Regions from separate parts of the Sus scrofa genome. Here regions 2 and 3 are each linked to region 1. Evidence: chromatin contacts called from public Hi-C data. All regions are on one chromosome and are shown on one strand. The core of a region is the stretch at or near the end of the contact, and the rest is flanking DNA. Distances in the headings are between cores, read along the strand shown. Region 1 holds the start of DNAAF2 (protein kintoun). Region 2 holds the start of VCPKMT (protein-lysine methyltransferase METTL21D). Region 3 overlaps LOC110262125 (a long non-coding RNA gene).

Region 1 (3,069 bases), core at 227-2,726:
TGAGTTCCCTGCTCTGGGAAGCGGCTCCTCCCCAATGCGAGCTGTTGATATTGCTTGCCCGCCGAAATCAAGCTCCTCTGGTTCTGAGACAAGCTTCCCCCCAACGGCCTCCGGGGCAGGGATATCGGCGCCCGCAGCTCCAGCTCGGCCGGGATCCGAGCCTCCGTCCCCTGCACGAATCCCCGCTGGGCCCGCCTCCCCTTGGCGAGCGGAAGCGCAGGCCGCGCCATCAGTTCCGGGCCGGTCGGCGGCCTCTTCCGGGGTCGCGGCGAGCTCCGGGAGCGAGACTGTCACCGCTACCGGAAGCGTGACTACCAGCTGCCGCCGGGCCTTGTTGAACTGCGCCTTGCCGCGGCTGTCGTCCACCCGGTATGGAAGCGAGAGCCGCAGCTGGTAGTCGGGTTTCCGTGAGTCGAGGCACAGCAGCTTTCCAGTCACTTCCAGCGCTGCCTGCTCAGCCGACCGCAACAGCGGCAGCTCAATGGTGACGACCAGCTCGTGGGGCACAGTGCTGGGGGCTGAGTCCCGAGAGCAGCGGTAATCCTGGAGGTCCACGTGGTGGCGCTGCACCACGCTGTAGCGAGGCTCTGTGGGGGCGGGCTGCTGGACCGCCTCGGGAGGGGAGGGCGCCTGGGGCCGGGGGATCGCGGCACTCCCAGCGGCCACAGGGCCCGGGTAAGGGTAGGGGAAATCAGGGAGCGGGCTCTCCGGTTCCCCCTCGGGCCGGGCCGGGACGCCCCCGGGTAGGGGCGTGCGCAGCACGGCAGCCTCCGGGGTCCCCTTGTACTTGATTTTCAGGGTCTTGGCATTCCTGCGGTCCAGCTTCACGCCGAACTGCTTCTCCACGGCCTCCAAAGCCGTGGCGTCCAGCATCTGGCGGAAGCGCTCGTGGCGCCGGGCCAGCGCGAGTGCGTCTGGGTGGAAGACCACGTCGTAGACTGTGTAGCGGATGCCGCGCCCCCCCGCGTACTCGCGGCCGGGCGCCAGACTGTAGGGCAGGGACCACTGGCTGCCGGACGCCGCGCTCCCAGAGCTGGGCCGGCTGCTGGGCGCGCCCACCAGGGCATTGCTGCATACATTCACGAAACAGCGCCGGGCCCCATCCAGGCTGGTGCGCAGCACGTGGCCCGGCTCCGGGTGCACAAACCGCACCTCCACGCCGCGCTCACGCTCCAGCGCGGTAATCTCCTCCTCGTAGCGCCGCCGGTTCTCGGGGTCCGTGAGCTCCTCCGCATACTCAGAGAACATTCGCCGAAACTTGGGGTCCTGGAAAGCGGAGGTGAGCCGCTGGACTTCCTCTCCGCTCAGGTCCAAGTCCTCCAACGGCGAAGAGGCTGCCTTGGCCATGCTGCCCCTCCGCTCCTTCCCAGTGGTCAGGGGAGATCGATCCGAGACGGAGTGGGTGGGACGATCAGTGTTGTCGCTCTTCTGCGGAGAGAGAGGCCGCGGAGGCCAGTAAACCGCTAGACTGTTGAGCCTTGGGCAGCGCGTGCTCGTTGCTATAGCGACACCACCAATGCTGTGGGGGAGGGGCAGGAATAGAGTGATGGAAATGCCAGAAATAGCCTTAGTTTCTCCAAACAAACATTCCGCATTTTTTTAGATTCCTGTGCCATAGTGCAGTTACTGCTGCAGAATAACCATCCTAATAATTGTTATAATTTCCAGCATTATGTACGTTATCCACTGTTCACTGGATCCGCATTTCACAGATGGGACCTGAGAAGTTACCTGACCATAATCATAGAGTTGGTGCATTCACAAGCTGTGATTCTAACCTAAGTTTATCTGCTTTTCACTTCGCTAAACCAATATTTCAGTCTTCTAGCTATTTTACCAGTTTGTCCTGTTTACAACTCACTTAGGGCAAGAGATATGGGCAGGCTATTCATAAATAATCGATGCTCAGTAAAGATATGCCCTTACTGATAATAAAAATGCAAATATAATACCACATGTTACTGAAAATGGCAATGGCTTTTTTTTTTTTTTTTTAGCAATCACTATATTTCCTTGGGGTAGTAGGAGAATTGTATTAGTAAAACCTTTCTAGAGAGTAGTTTAGTAGCTATATGGAAAGCCTTTAGTATGTGCATACTCTTAACATATTTATTTTTTTTTCCATTTATACAAATGGGATCATTCCCTACATACACTTTTGCCCTTTGTTTTTTTGCACTTATAATAGTATATCCTGGAGATATTTCTTTGTAGTTATTGATTTCCTCCACTTGACTATCTTTGTCATGAGAAAGTTCAGACTTAAAGAGAAGAAGACCTGCAAGGCTTCTCTGAAAGAATGCAGATTTGTTTGTAGCTTATGGATTTAAAAGGCAAGCTGTTTATTGAGACTGCGTGCTTTGGTTCATGGCTTCTCAAGGTGGTGTGATTGTCCTGTTAAAAACAAAAGGGGAGTTTGCTTGATGATAAACTCAGGCTGTGTGTGGGCTAACTAGAAAATGGAGTATGCAATCAGCGGATTAACCTGCCATGTAGCAGAAGGCGGCTGTCTCCAGGTGGGCCATCCTCAGCCTGCCCTGCACCCTGAATCTTGATTGAGGCTGGAACTCTGCTATTGACTTGTGTCATTGTTGAAGCCTGTGAACCTCCCAGGACCCCTGTTTTTATGTCTATTAGATGAACGTGGCAATACCTGTCCTCTCAGTGGGTTTGCTGTGTGGACTGCCAGGTTTGCAGACCCAAATACCTTTAAGGCTTATGTAGGCAAGTACCTAAGTCAAGTGAGGCTGCTGTAAGTAATAGGAAGTAGGGGGGACTATAACTAAGAGGAAGTCAATCACACACATGCACACCCTCCCAGATTTAAACCTTTATAAACAAATAACATCCTGGCCAAACAAAGCATATCTGTGGGCTACTTGCAGCTCTCCATTAAGAGTATGCATCCTATAAATTTGAGTTATGATTTCTGAGGAAATGCCACTGCTGTGACTGTCTCACTCCTTTTGTGCTGTCCCACTTCAGCAGTCCCTTCCTACAAGAGTCAGGAGAAGTTAGGTTGGGTTGTAAGAATGATTCTATTATTTATTTATTTGGGGGGGGGACAAG
Region 2 (3,069 bases), core at 241-2,740, 420 kb after region 1:
TTACATAGGAGATCCAAAAGGCAAAATCCTTTAAAAATTTTATAGAAGCCTCTAGTAAAATGCATATAACACTTTTCTCAAAATGCTTCATGGGCCTCTATGTTAAAATCATGAGTGTGTAAGTTGTAGTCCGTGGTGACTTTTATTTTCTCTTTACTGTATCATCAATTACAGAATAAATTTGCATTAAAAGATGTAAAAATGCTTAGACATGTGTGCTTTAGAACCCATGGAAAACGGTGTATGCAACCTCTAAACGAAGAAATTTCACTCATTACTCACCTCTTCGTAGTATATGCAGTCAGCCATCAGTATGTAGTCTGGTGGAGAAGGAAAGTCTTCTATTTCTTCCCCCCTTAAAAATGTCAACCAAATATTTTTCACTGTTGCTTTAATAACTTAAAATATTCTTGTTTTATAAACAAGACCCAGAAAATTCCCTTCGAATTAACCGTACTTACAGTGAAACACAATTTAAAGCAAACTACAAATCGTTATCTAAAAAAAGCTTAAAGGCCATACAAACCATTTCAGTACCTTGGCTTGAATAGAACCAGTGACAAGATGCTTGTTCATATTAATATTCATCTTCAGTAAGTCCTGCAATTCCTCAAGATCGGTGACTATGACATCTGCCCTATAAAATAACATTGATTGAGGTAGAGGCACAAGGTTGGGAAGCCGGTAATGGCGGTTTCTCCAACAAAGCGCCGTCCCTTCCCGCCAGCTCTTACCCGAGGGTAGCAGCCATGAGCCCCACCGCCCCGGTGCCAGAGCCCAGCTCCAGCACCGACCGCTGGCTCAGAGTGTGGGCCCCATCGCCGGAAAACCCGGGCGTTTCCAGGTATTTAGAAAGGACAATGGCAGCGTCCCAAACAACGCAACCCACGCCGCCGGAGCCATACTGCTGCAGTCGTAACACCGTGCCATCTCGCTTCTCCAAAACTCGCACAAAGTTCAGCAGCGTGTCCTCCTCGGATGACTCCAGAGTAGCCGCCATCGCTGCCTGGCAACAAGATGTGGCGCACACAGTGACATCACAACCATGCGCACAGCCCCGCTCCTCGACTGGCTTGGGGCCCCGCTTCTCCTGGCGGAGGTGTTGGCGCCAGAGCGCATGCGCGAAGGCAGAGAGCCCGGAAGGCAAGGCTCCACCAAAGTGCCTACCCCGTGGCCAGGGCTTCCCCTAGGAGCGGAACTGACACGTTCTTCCCAAAATTTCAAGTCTGGCTTCAAGAACTGACAGTTTAGATCAATTTTCCGGACAAAGCTAGTATTATAATCTGCTCTTAAAAAAAAAAAAGCCAACCTGAGTATTTTTACCTGGTTGGAGACTGATTCACACAGCATTTGCCGGCCTTAAATCCAGGCAGCTTCCAAGATTCTACCGAGGATAGCTATCATCCTACTAATTTTAAATTTAGGAGGATAAGATTTTCTAACATGCTAATTTTTCATCTGAATGCAGTAACAGTGAAGGTAAAGTTATCCCTCCAAAGTTTACATCACTTGAATTCTTTAGGATTATGGAATTTTAATTGCACAAAATAGGGAAAATAATTTATTTCTACAGAACTCAACAATCTTACCCCCTTGTTCCATATAATGAAAACACATATTTTAAAAGTCTTTAAAAAATTAAGACTTGGGTGATTTATTAATCTTGTTAGAAACTCTGATACAAAGCACAGTAAAAGGCCACTGACCAGTAAATAAACAACGTGGCTTCTGACTACTTTACAACTGCTGCTGTGGCACTGAGAGCAAAACACACTTTTTCATCACTTTGAGGGAAGGAGTCCAAATCAAATGGCAAATAAAAGTTTTACTCACTTTTCTGATTAAAAAGTTTAATAAAGCTTTAAGTATATGCTGGTTTAAATATTACCAATCTAAAAAAATATTTTAAAAAATTTTATTAACACAGGATTTACAGGGAAAGTTATTAGGTTTTCAAGGCAATGCAGTTGGTTCCTAGGCCATAAGAAACTTGTCCTCTGAATTCATGAATTAGTAAAGTAGCAGATTGTATTATAGGCCTTAAGTCACATAAACTTATATACATTATTAGCACTGTCTTTAAATATACAATATAAACAAAACTGTACATATATGGCATATTAACTTTACATCCCAAAACAATAGGCAACTCGTTAGCTAAAGACATCATAGTCTGCAAAAACAAAAAGGCACATCTGTATAAGATATATGCCCTTTTTCCCTCTATGATTGGGTTAGGTAGTCTGTTTACATTTTGACAAAATAATAAACACAGTGCATTCTATTATTTTCATTCTCTTTTTCATTTTTGTCTTCAGCAGCAAATTCTGGCATTTAAGACATGGCATTAAAGAGTTTAAGAACAGTGGGTGTTATTCACAATTTTCCTAAATGTAAAAACTAGATGTAAAAACTAGAAGATGGTCAAAGAGGCTTAAAAAATCAGTATCACTCACCCCCCCCATACGTGTGTAAATTCACTGCCTTAAAAAGTCATCTATTACTCAAATTTGAAAAATTCCACAAATGCACTATCCCCTTTCAGTGCAATCAATTATCACTTTAAACCATATTTTAGCAGAGTCTACAGTGCAAATATAATTTCTTTATACTGGCCTTTTGGCAGCACTGAGGATCTAAGACAAGGCAATGCTACTGATCACCTGAGGATAATGGTAAAGGACTTCTGTATTTTCATTTTTCCAATTTTTAAAAGCTTATTTGATCAGTAGCATTTTTGTAAGAGCATTATTTTTAAAAAGTACTAAAATACTATGCATTTTTGAATAAATTAAAAAAAAACTTTACAAATACCATTCCAGTGTCAATGACTACATATGGCTAAGGTCATTGAGGAGTTTCTGCATTTTCTAGCAAAGGCAGTCTATACAATGGGGGGTGCGAAAGCTCCCGTTTATAAGTCTTTGGTGGCAGTTTTGGTAGGTGAGGGCTTGAATTCTGCCTTGGTGGAATGGGGGGGGCTTGAGGATGAGCGAGATTATTTTGACTAGAACTGAGCACATAGCATCGACGTGGTACTCTTGGAGATGGTGTGCTTGGAGGAGTGTT
Region 3 (3,069 bases), core at 179-2,678, 390 kb after region 1:
TTCATCAGCTCTAAAACAAAGGAATTGAATTAAATGGTGCAGTGGTTCTTTCCAAGCTAAAAGACTACAAAGATATGAACCCTGTCTCAGGAAGCTGGGCTCTTTTTTGTTTTGTTTTGTTTAACCTATGCTGAAATACTCCCCTCTGACCTTAACACTGCCACATGCCTAAATACAAAGACCTGGTGAAATAATAATAACAGATCCCAGTTACTAAGTACCAAGTGCTTTATATACATCGTTACATGAATGCTCACAATAAATCTTTGAGGTAGCTATTAATTTTTCAAATACCCAGAGAGAACCAAACGGAAGGCCAAAGTGGGAGCCTAGATTCTTCTCTGTAAAAGAGGAACCTGGACTGGATGGGTAAGGCCCCTTCCAGCTTTAAACCATCTGTAGTCTAGAGTCAATTGCATTTTCCCCCAAAGTCAGCCGCATTTGGGGTGGTGGTCCTGGAACTGAGCAATTCCTGTGGGGTTCTCCCTGATATACAAAGTATGAAATGGCAACATCATCCTTGGCCTTCTACTTTGCAAATTTGTTTTGTGTTGGCCATGCTGGTTTTATGAAGCAGCTTGTGAAGGTGCTTAGAGACCTTGAGAGCCTCCAGGGAACACATTCTGTACATTTGATTTAAACCTCCTCCCTTCCTCTAAAAAAAAAAAAAAAAAAAAAAAACTCAGTCCCCTCCACAGTTTCACTCAGGAGAGAGATTCAGCTGAGTTCCCCTCCTGTGGCTTTTCAGCTTGCGTCAGGCCGCTGGGCAAGGCTGAACCAGAGCTCGGAATGACGTGACCTCACTTTTGGTGTCTGGTTTCAAAGCACTTATTTAAGGCTCTGATTCTACTGCAGCTGCACATTTTCTGCGCCATTCTCTTCCATCCCTGCCTTAAACGTTTCAGTCTACCCAGCCAAGCTCTCTCTCTCTCCCCGTTTCTCTCCCACACATATTCTCATTCATTCCCCATCTCTTTGAAGATGTTTCATAGTTGAAAATAAACACATCAAAATTAAGACGGTTCCCTGTGACAATAAAGCATATACAGAAGTGAAAGCCAGAGTTCTTAAAACCTCAGTCATTAGGGAATGTCTTTGAAACCATCCTCCTCTTTACAAGGCTGAGAGCTACAATAAATACAACTCGTCAGAGACTCAGACATACTCAGAATGAGAAAGGCACACATTTATTATGAGCAGCTGCATTCATCTGAGTTCCTGGAGGGGTGTGGGGGAAGACTGGCATTCATTCACTGCTCTGGAAGAACCTGATGCCATCTGCACCCAGAGAAGCTTGTTCCCAGCACCATGTGTAGAACCCATCAGGCAGGGACATCTACACAGACATGACCAACTTCTCCAGGGAGCTGGGTGCACTGGGCCACCAGGGGCTGGACCCAACCCTGCATCCTGTTCTCTCCTTGGATCCACCAGCATCTCGGAGTGGGCGGGGCCGTGGAGGAGGGCTTCCAGAGCAGTTCTCCATCCTCCTACTCCACACCACTCCTCCCCCAACCCCAACCCTCCAAAGAAACATTTTAAGGGCCCTAAGTCTGCAGTCTGCCTTCCAGGTGGAAGAGGGGCAGGGCCCAGCCAAGCACCTTTAAACCCCTCATCCCTCAGGGATTAAAATCCTGCCATCTGTGAAAAGAAGGCACCACTTTATTTCCGTCTGGGCCATCACTTGGGTGGGGCTTTCCTTCTAGATAGTTTTTAACAAATAGAAATACAGACCACGCAGTTAAATTTGAATTTCAGATAACAAATATGTTTTGGTATAAATATGTCCCCAACACTGCAAGGGGCATGCTTATACTAAAACATTTTTTTGTTATTTATCTGAAATTCAAATAGAACTGGGTGTCCTGTAAGTTATCTGGCAACCATACTCCCCTTAGTCTTCTCTCCCCCCAGGCCTTTCCAGGGAGTGTTTATTTTTGCTGTGTGTGCTCATACAGAAAGTTTTCACTTCTGATTCTCCTGGGATTCCTGGCGAAAAGGCAAAGACTTCAGGCCACATCCACTGAATGTGGTAAGACCCAGAAATACACATTTTACCAAGAATCTAGGTGCTTCTGATGCATATGTGTATGTTATCTATTGCTTCCTAACAAATATCCCTAAAACACAGAAGCTAAAAACAACCAACACTGATTATCCCAAAGTTCCTATACATCAGGAAGGTGGGATTGACTTAGCTTTGGGATTCTGGCTAAGGGGTTCTCATGATGCTGTAATCAAGGTGTTGGTTCAGGCTGCAAACACTTCCAGACTGTGCCTGTGCTGGAGAAGCTGCTGTCAATCAGGTCTTTTTTGACTTTTAGCTGAAAACATTGGTTCCCCATCACATGGCTCTGCTGGATTTTCCCCCAAGCTAGGGTGTGTGTGTGTGTGTGTGTGTGTGTGTGTGAGAGAGAGAGAGAGAGAGAGAGAGAGAGAGAGAGAGAGAGAGAGGGAGAGAGAGAAAGAGAGACTGAGACTTTTTAAGACAAATCCAAATCCAGACTAAGAGAAATTATCCATATTGAGAGGCAGGAATCTTTGGGGGCTGTCTTAGAGGCTGTCCACCACCACTGTCAAGTTTGATAATGACTATTACAGATTAGTCCTCAACACACTGCAACCAAAACCACATTTTAGAAATAGGAGACAGTCCCCATTGTGGCCCAGAAGAAACAAATCTGACTAGAATCCATGAGGATGCAGGTTCAATCTGTGGCCTTGTGCAGCGGGTTAGAGATCCGGCATTGCCCTGAGCTGTGGTATAGGTCACAGAGGAGGCTTGGATCCTGAGTTGCTGTGGCCGTGGTGTAGGCTGGCAGCTGTAGCTCCGATTGGACCCCTAGCCTGGGAACCTCCATATGCCATAGGCACAGCCCTAAAAAGACCAAAAAAAAAAAAAAAAAAAAATTAAAAAATGGGAGGCAAAGCCTTTTTTTTTTTTTTTTAATTTATAGGGCCGCACTCAAGGGAGTGGCATATGGAGGTTCTCAGGCTAGGGGTCCAATCAGAGCTGTAGCCGCCGGCCTACACCAGAGCCACAGCAACTCGGGATCCGAGTCTCGTCTG

The links. Hi-C and Micro-C count contacts between places; a contact is called where the count stands out from the background.
Region 2: a Hi-C map of liver shows a contact between it and region 1, with 2.0 times the contacts expected there. The contact joins the promoter of VCPKMT here to the promoter of DNAAF2 in region 1. A contact is called at or near these places in 10 of 47 Hi-C or Micro-C datasets (alveolar macrophages, embryonic fibroblasts, epiblast stem cells and 7 more) and 1 of 2 datasets of contacts at active chromatin or transcription factors (alveolar macrophages).
Region 3: a Hi-C map of embryonic fibroblasts shows a contact between it and region 1, with 4 times the contacts expected there. The contact joins the enhancer-like site here to the promoter of DNAAF2 in region 1. A contact is called at or near these places in 1 of 5 promoter capture datasets (liver), 6 of 47 Hi-C or Micro-C datasets (alveolar macrophages, blood, embryonic fibroblasts and 3 more) and 1 of 2 datasets of contacts at active chromatin or transcription factors (alveolar macrophages).

The regions. Positions count from the first base shown.
Region 1 is chr1:179,489,660-179,492,728 of Sscrofa11.1, forward strand. It overlaps DNAAF2 (protein kintoun), which reads right to left and starts at 1,477. Exons shown (of 3, transcript XM_003121803.5): 1 at 1-1,477. The coding sequence starts at 1,347. It overlaps LOC110262104 (a long non-coding RNA gene), which reads left to right and starts at 299. Exons shown (of 2, transcript XR_002346676.1): 1 at 299-537; 2 at 799-3,069.
Region 2 is chr1:179,905,949-179,909,017 of Sscrofa11.1, forward strand. It overlaps VCPKMT (protein-lysine methyltransferase METTL21D), which reads right to left and starts at 1,491. Exons shown (of 6, transcript XM_021101519.1): 1 at 735-1,491; 2 at 527-637; 3 at 283-355. The coding sequence starts at 1,000. It overlaps SOS2 (son of sevenless homolog 2), which reads right to left. Exons shown (of 23, transcript XM_021101439.1): 23 at 1,630-3,069. The coding sequence ends at 2,848.
Region 3 is chr1:179,883,348-179,886,416 of Sscrofa11.1, forward strand. The region is part of intron 1 of LOC110262125 (a long non-coding RNA gene); the gene reads right to left. Among named protein-coding and RNA genes, the nearest start is that of VCPKMT, 23 kb to the right of the region's middle. Within about 2 kb of position 1,429, at least 55 of the 83 cell types and tissues checked have an H3K27ac peak or open chromatin away from gene starts, as enhancers often do. A contact at or near this core is called in alveolar macrophages, embryonic fibroblasts, fetal skeletal muscle and 2 more, where this site is marked.